2 separate regions of the Mus musculus genome follow, and region 2 is linked to region 1. Evidence: chromatin contacts called from public HiChIP or PLAC-seq data. All regions are on one chromosome and are shown on one strand. Each heading gives the region's core, a stretch centred on a gene start, on an enhancer-like site or on the middle of the called end of the contact. The rest is flanking DNA. Distances are from core to core; before and after follow the strand shown. Region 1 holds the start of Myl12a (myosin, light chain 12A, regulatory, non-sarcomeric). Region 2 overlaps Myom1 (myomesin 1).

Region 1 (2,700 bases), core at 12-2,511:
TAGAATCGGCACAATTGCCCTCTGGGACATCTTCCACTAGTCCCCAGGTAGGTTTATTTGCTCTTCTGTAACTTATTCATATTTGTTTCCTTGTAGATCTCCGCCCTTTCTCTTCCATCCCACAACCCAGTCCCGAGGTAGCAACTGTTCATTTTAAAACAGGCAAGCCAGAGCCTTCCCCCTCCTCCCACAGCACTTACCAGTCTAAACCTATTGATTCATTTGGCAAGGACATATCAGGCAGCTCCTAGAGAAGCAACAAGGTCCCGTTTTCCAGCTGAGGTGGGACGGATAATGCCCATCCTGAAAAGGGGTTTTGGTGTTCTCCTTCTGGACAGGGAGCTGAGGAAGGCCTAAGCTTTCCAGGGTGACAGGCCACCTCCTCGTAGAGGCATTAGGGCATTGCTGCACTGCCTCAGAATCCACGGTCTCTGACTGCTCAGACCTCTGAGTTTGTACTGTCATAGCCAGCCACCAGCTGTGTCCCCAGTCTTCCTTAAAAGTCATGTTGGGCCCCTTAAAGTCCCTGAAGATGAAGAACACACTCTTAAAGACCTTGGTGTAGGGAGCTGGAGATGAAGTACCCAGTTATTTGTATTTGTACAAGTATCAAAGGGAGAAAAATTTTGTTTCTGACATCTGTAGGATTAGGACATTTTCCCCCTCAGCGGCTCTGCTTTTGAGTTAACTTCAAACCATATCACTGATTAATGGGAGGAATGTTTCTTGAAGAAAACATCCAGTCTTGGGGATACGAATCCCGCCAGGCTCGTAATAATCTCTCTTCCTTTAAATAAGAACTATTGTTAGCAGCTGCTCCACGCAAGGAGACCCGGCGGGTAAATTGGTCCAGCACTTTATTCCAATTACATCATTCACCCTCGAGCGACATAGGTGGAGCAAGCAGGAGTCACCATCAGGGTAAAGGGGGACTCTTGTAGAAAGTTCCAGAGAACGTTTGGGAAGAGGGCAATCGATATTGAATTCATGAACTCTTAAGTGGACCAAAGAGACAGCGCGGCGGCGGCCCTGAAACTTCAGTGTTTCCTCCCGCGTGGGAAGCGTGAAGAACTCCATAAAAAACTCCCACGCTGCCCAGACCCAGAGGCGCTGACCTAGACAGTGAGTCACCCTAGCTTCCTGCGCAGGCGCGCTCCAGCTGCGGGGCGAGGGGAGGCCCCGGGCTCTGGGGGGCGGGGCCAGGGCCAGTCACGTGACGTCCGCGGCCCGGCTCCTCAATTGCCCTAAAAGGACTTAGACGGGGGTCCCCGCCTCTCGCCGCGCTCTGGAATGCGGGCAGAGGGAGAGCTCCGGGCCAGGCGCAACCATCTGCTGACAGGGGGGAGGGCGCAGAATCACAATTCTAAAAGAGACGGGAGAAAGAGGAAGAGCCGGTGATTAGACCGAGAGACCCTCCACAGGATTCTTTAAGCCCTACTCCGCGTCCCGGACTCCCCGTCGGCGCCCCACGCCTGCCATCCGCTCTGTCACCTTCCCCGAGGCGCCCCCTCCCGTCCGGGCTGGCGCACCGAGGCGAAGGAGCATGGCCGCTAGGCTTCCTTCCGGTTCGCGAGCGGAGGCCGGAAGTGGCCGTACTGCGGAGTCTGGAAAGTTAGAAAGTCTGGGAGGGCGGCAGCGGCGGAGCTTCGCGGAGACGCTCACTCTCGGTTCTCGCGGCTGAGCAGGGTGAGTGGTGCTGGCCGCGGCGCGGGGCGGGGGCGGCTCGGTCCGGCCCGGGAAGGTGTCCCCGCGGGGCGGCGGGGACCGGCGGGAGCCGCGGCTCGGGGAGCGTACCTGGGCATGTGTGCGCGAGCCGGGGGAGAGCTGGAGCGAGCTGGGGGCGGCCGGGGCGCAGACCCCGCTCTGCTTCCCACACTAGGAACTTGGGAAATGTTGCTTAGCTCGCCGGCGCCGCGCGCCTTGGATCCTTGCCTCCCCGCGAAACCAGAGAGCCCCAGAGAGCTGACTCCGGAGCTCTGTTGAGTTGCTAACGTAAACTTGCCGGGATCGAGGAGGGAGTGTGCGGATAAAACCGTAAGATAGCACCGCCACCCTCGGCAACTGTCGTCGCAGCTGCGCGGCTATGTGTAGTAGCAAGACCCTGTTCAGATATACAACTCTAGTGTGCGCCCCTCTAAGTAAAACTTTTTTAAAGCGGTATTTGAACAGAGAGGAGATTTAGAGCTTCTTTTGCCTGTCGAGGGGGCTAAGTCGACTCTACAGAGGAGTGTTATTAAGAGTCTTTCAGTAGGCGTATAAACTATATTATAGATCTTTAGAGATCTTTTAAGATTTTAACATCTGAAGTGCAGACGTTGTATCAAAAGGTGACGAAAGCGAATCTTCACTAAAATTGCTGATATTTTCTTTTTTTTCTGGATGGCCTTTGATGAGGATTAATTAGAAAGGTATTTTGTCTTCAAAAGTGAGGTGTAGTTGACAAGTCGATCCTGGCGACTAATGACTTTTAAAAGGTGCTCAAAACTTTTTTTGGGTGTGGCTGTGGGAAGATCCAAGCTGACTGTCAACCGGAAGTGTGCCTAAGAAATAAAGACTTGGTTTTCCTTGAAACTGAAATACCAACTTTTAAAAACTGAGTCTATCCCCTCCCCCACATCTCATCTAGTAAGAAATGCACTGATTAAATAATAGAGATTTGATCTGGACTTCGAAGCAGGCCAAATACCTGAGGTTTTGAAA
Region 2 (2,700 bases), core at 120-2,619, 92 kb before region 1:
TGTTTACTTTTCTGCCCATCTCATAACAAGATATAATTTTAAAGTCTTTTACATGGGCGGTATCCTAAGCTTTATTGTCCTGCTTCATGTACATATGTGCACAAGGATGACATACGCCTGGCTTTTAAACCCTCAAAAGAGGAGCAGAATATCAAACAACAGTGTGCCAACTGTCACCAGTGGCTCCCATCTCTAAGCTGTCTTATTTATTTATATTTATCACACTCAACTGGCCTACTATCTTGGTACCTACCCTGTGGCCTCCACTAGACTCGGCTTTCCCAGCTCAACCGTCACAACCATGTGAACAACAAGATGCCTAGGATGAAGGGCACACACTGATGCTACGGGAGTCATGCTGCTCAAGTCACGGTAGTTGTTATTGTTCAAATATGAAATGTCCCTTATAGGCTCGTGTGGTGATGCCTGGTGGTAGCAGTGTTGGTTGTGGTGATTCTTGTGGTACTACTTTGGGAAGCCCAGGGCCCTCTGGAAGTAGGGACTATGCTGAGGATATAAGTCACTGAAGATGGTCTCCTGCCCCTTTCTTCCTCTTTGCTTCCTGTCTGCTACAACATGAGCTGCTCCACCATGTCTTCCTTGCATGGTTGACTAAAACCTCTCAGACCACGAGGTCAATGAATCTTTCCTCCTTTGAAGATTATGTCCGATAGCTGCCACCACTGAGAACTGTGTGCTGGGGTCCAAGGGACAGTTAGGAAGCAGGTATGAGAGCAGTTTTCTTAATTAGCCACTAGTGCTCATCTTCAGAGGAAGCCAGCCTCCTGCCTCAGAATCCCTTAGAGTCCACCCTGAGGCCCCTTGTCCACCTTTGCCTTCTCAGGGCCTTACTAGGTGCTGCATCAACCAAATTGTAGACATTCAGCTGTTAGCTAAATCCCAAGTCATTTTTCTTTGGGAGAATGTAGTCTCCTAGCCTGCTCTGCTGCTTGGGCCCAGCTCCTACTTGAGGCCCTGCTTGGTGTCTGGGGGGCGAGGGGAAGGAGTCTCCTGCCCATCACCTGACTCTCCCACCTGCTACTCTGTTTCTCTGACAAGAATAACTACAAGCTGCACCGCTAACCAGTTAACCTCCTGATCACCTGCCAGGCCAGGTCTCTTTTATTCCCTATCTGATCTGGCTCACCTGGCCTCCACTTCCATTGCTGCTGTGATACAATCAACCAGACACTGTTTAAAAGTGTCAAGCATCAAGAAAAAAAAAAATGTCTTTTTAGGCACCACCAAATTTACACTAAATAGTTCTAACCTCTTCTTTCTGAGGGTTTCTTTAGCTAACAGCTGTCTTGGGAAATCACCACAGGCACACTTGGTCTGTTGTCTGGCTTCTCATTACCAACACAATTGGACTTTGTAGCAGGGCTGGACAACATCTCCTTGGAGCTTCTTTGACTTCAAAGGGAGGCTGATGATCCTACTGACTCCAGTGGATTAAGTGAACTTTCAGCTGAAGTCTAATTACAACCGAGGTATCTTGTTCAGTGTACTTTCAGTGTGCTGTTACTTGAGAAGCCGTATTTTTACCGGAGATTTTAATAATGTATTGCAAATGAAGGTGTTTTTCTCAAATAAAGGCCAAGGGTTTCAATGATCTGAACAGAATCCAGAGTACTTTCTCGCTAAGGGTTGCAAGTTTCACACCCAAAGTCTTGAAATTGATAACATTTCTCTCCTTCTTCCTTCTATTCGTTCTAACATAAAGTCAGCAAAACAATACACTTAACACTTAGAAATGGAATGAGGAAATTACGTAAATTTTAGTCTACATTTAAGTTTTGTTAGCCAGCAACTAACAAAACCTTGAATCCTAGCTCCTAGCCTATTTGGCTTTGCAGTTTGTACAGAGGTCTACCTTAGCTCTCACCATACCAAGCTGTAAACTCTGTTGATGATCCCATGTGATCATAAACCTAACCAGCCTATCCCAGGGCACATACAGGACCTGCCACGCAGTATCATGTTGCAAGAAACTCATGTTGCAAGAGTGGCCATGCCTGCTGACTAGAAACCGATTCCAAACATCACAGGGAAGCATTTTGGCTTTGTGTGCCCGAGGATTCTTTCCTAAGCTGTGAGCGGCTAAGTGTATTCATGTCTGCAGCTGTTAACTTGAGTTACATCCCAAGAATGGAATGGCCATAGATGTGACTTTTGGTGCTTTTCCAAATCAGGAACACGGAACTTGTGTTCAAGAGGTCCACAGCCAGCCCCCAATGATAGTCATGCTAACACGGCATCTGGCTGGCAGCCTGCCATTAGGAAGGTCCTGACTTATTTGGGAACCTATAGCTTAACAGGTGCTTTGTTCTAGATGGGCAGTTCCCTGATACAGTAATCTAAATGTTCTCTGAGGGGTAGATACTGCACATGAACCCATATAAATGTCTATTGGATACCACTGATGTTCACAGCTGAAGAGTCTGACCCCAAGACACCTGTACGCGTGCGCACTTATACATGCCCTGCTGTCTCTGTGTAGCTGGTCATGTGCGCACTTATACATGCCCTGCTGTCTCTGTGTATCTGGTCATGTGCGCACTTATACATGCCCTGCTGTCTCTGTGTAGCTGGTCATAGCATTTTCATCTTTCTTTGGGAATTTTGCAAAGGTTACTATGAAGTGTAGAATTAGCTGCCTCATCCTGTAAAGCTCGATTTTGTCCAATAAATACCTACCAA

Evidence for each region. HiChIP or PLAC-seq counts read pairs in DNA pulled down with a chosen protein or histone mark.
Region 2: a contact with region 1 is called in an H3K4me3 HiChIP or PLAC-seq map of intestinal villus epithelium, with 7 read pairs. The contact joins the enhancer-like site here to the promoter of Myl12a in region 1. A contact is called at or near these places in 1 of 39 promoter capture datasets (macrophages), 9 of 115 datasets of contacts at active chromatin or transcription factors (bone marrow-derived macrophages, embryonic fibroblasts, embryonic stem cells and 4 more) and 3 of 9 other capture datasets (adipose tissue, liver and pancreatic islet).

Annotation. Positions count from the first base shown.
Region 1 is chr17:71,001,094-71,003,793 of GRCm38.p6, reverse strand. It overlaps Myl12a (myosin, light chain 12A, regulatory, non-sarcomeric), which reads left to right and starts at 1,261. Exons shown (of 4, transcript NM_026064.2): 1 at 1,261-1,686. It also overlaps a transcript of Myom1 not described here.
Region 2 is chr17:71,093,335-71,096,034 of GRCm38.p6, reverse strand. All of the region lies in intron 21 of Myom1 (myomesin 1), which reads right to left. Among named protein-coding and RNA genes, the nearest start is that of Myom1, 75 kb to the right of the region's middle. Within about 2 kb of position 1,369, at least 43 of the 459 cell types and tissues checked have an H3K27ac peak or open chromatin away from gene starts, as enhancers often do. A contact at or near this core is called in bone marrow-derived macrophages, intestinal villus epithelium and liver, where this site is marked.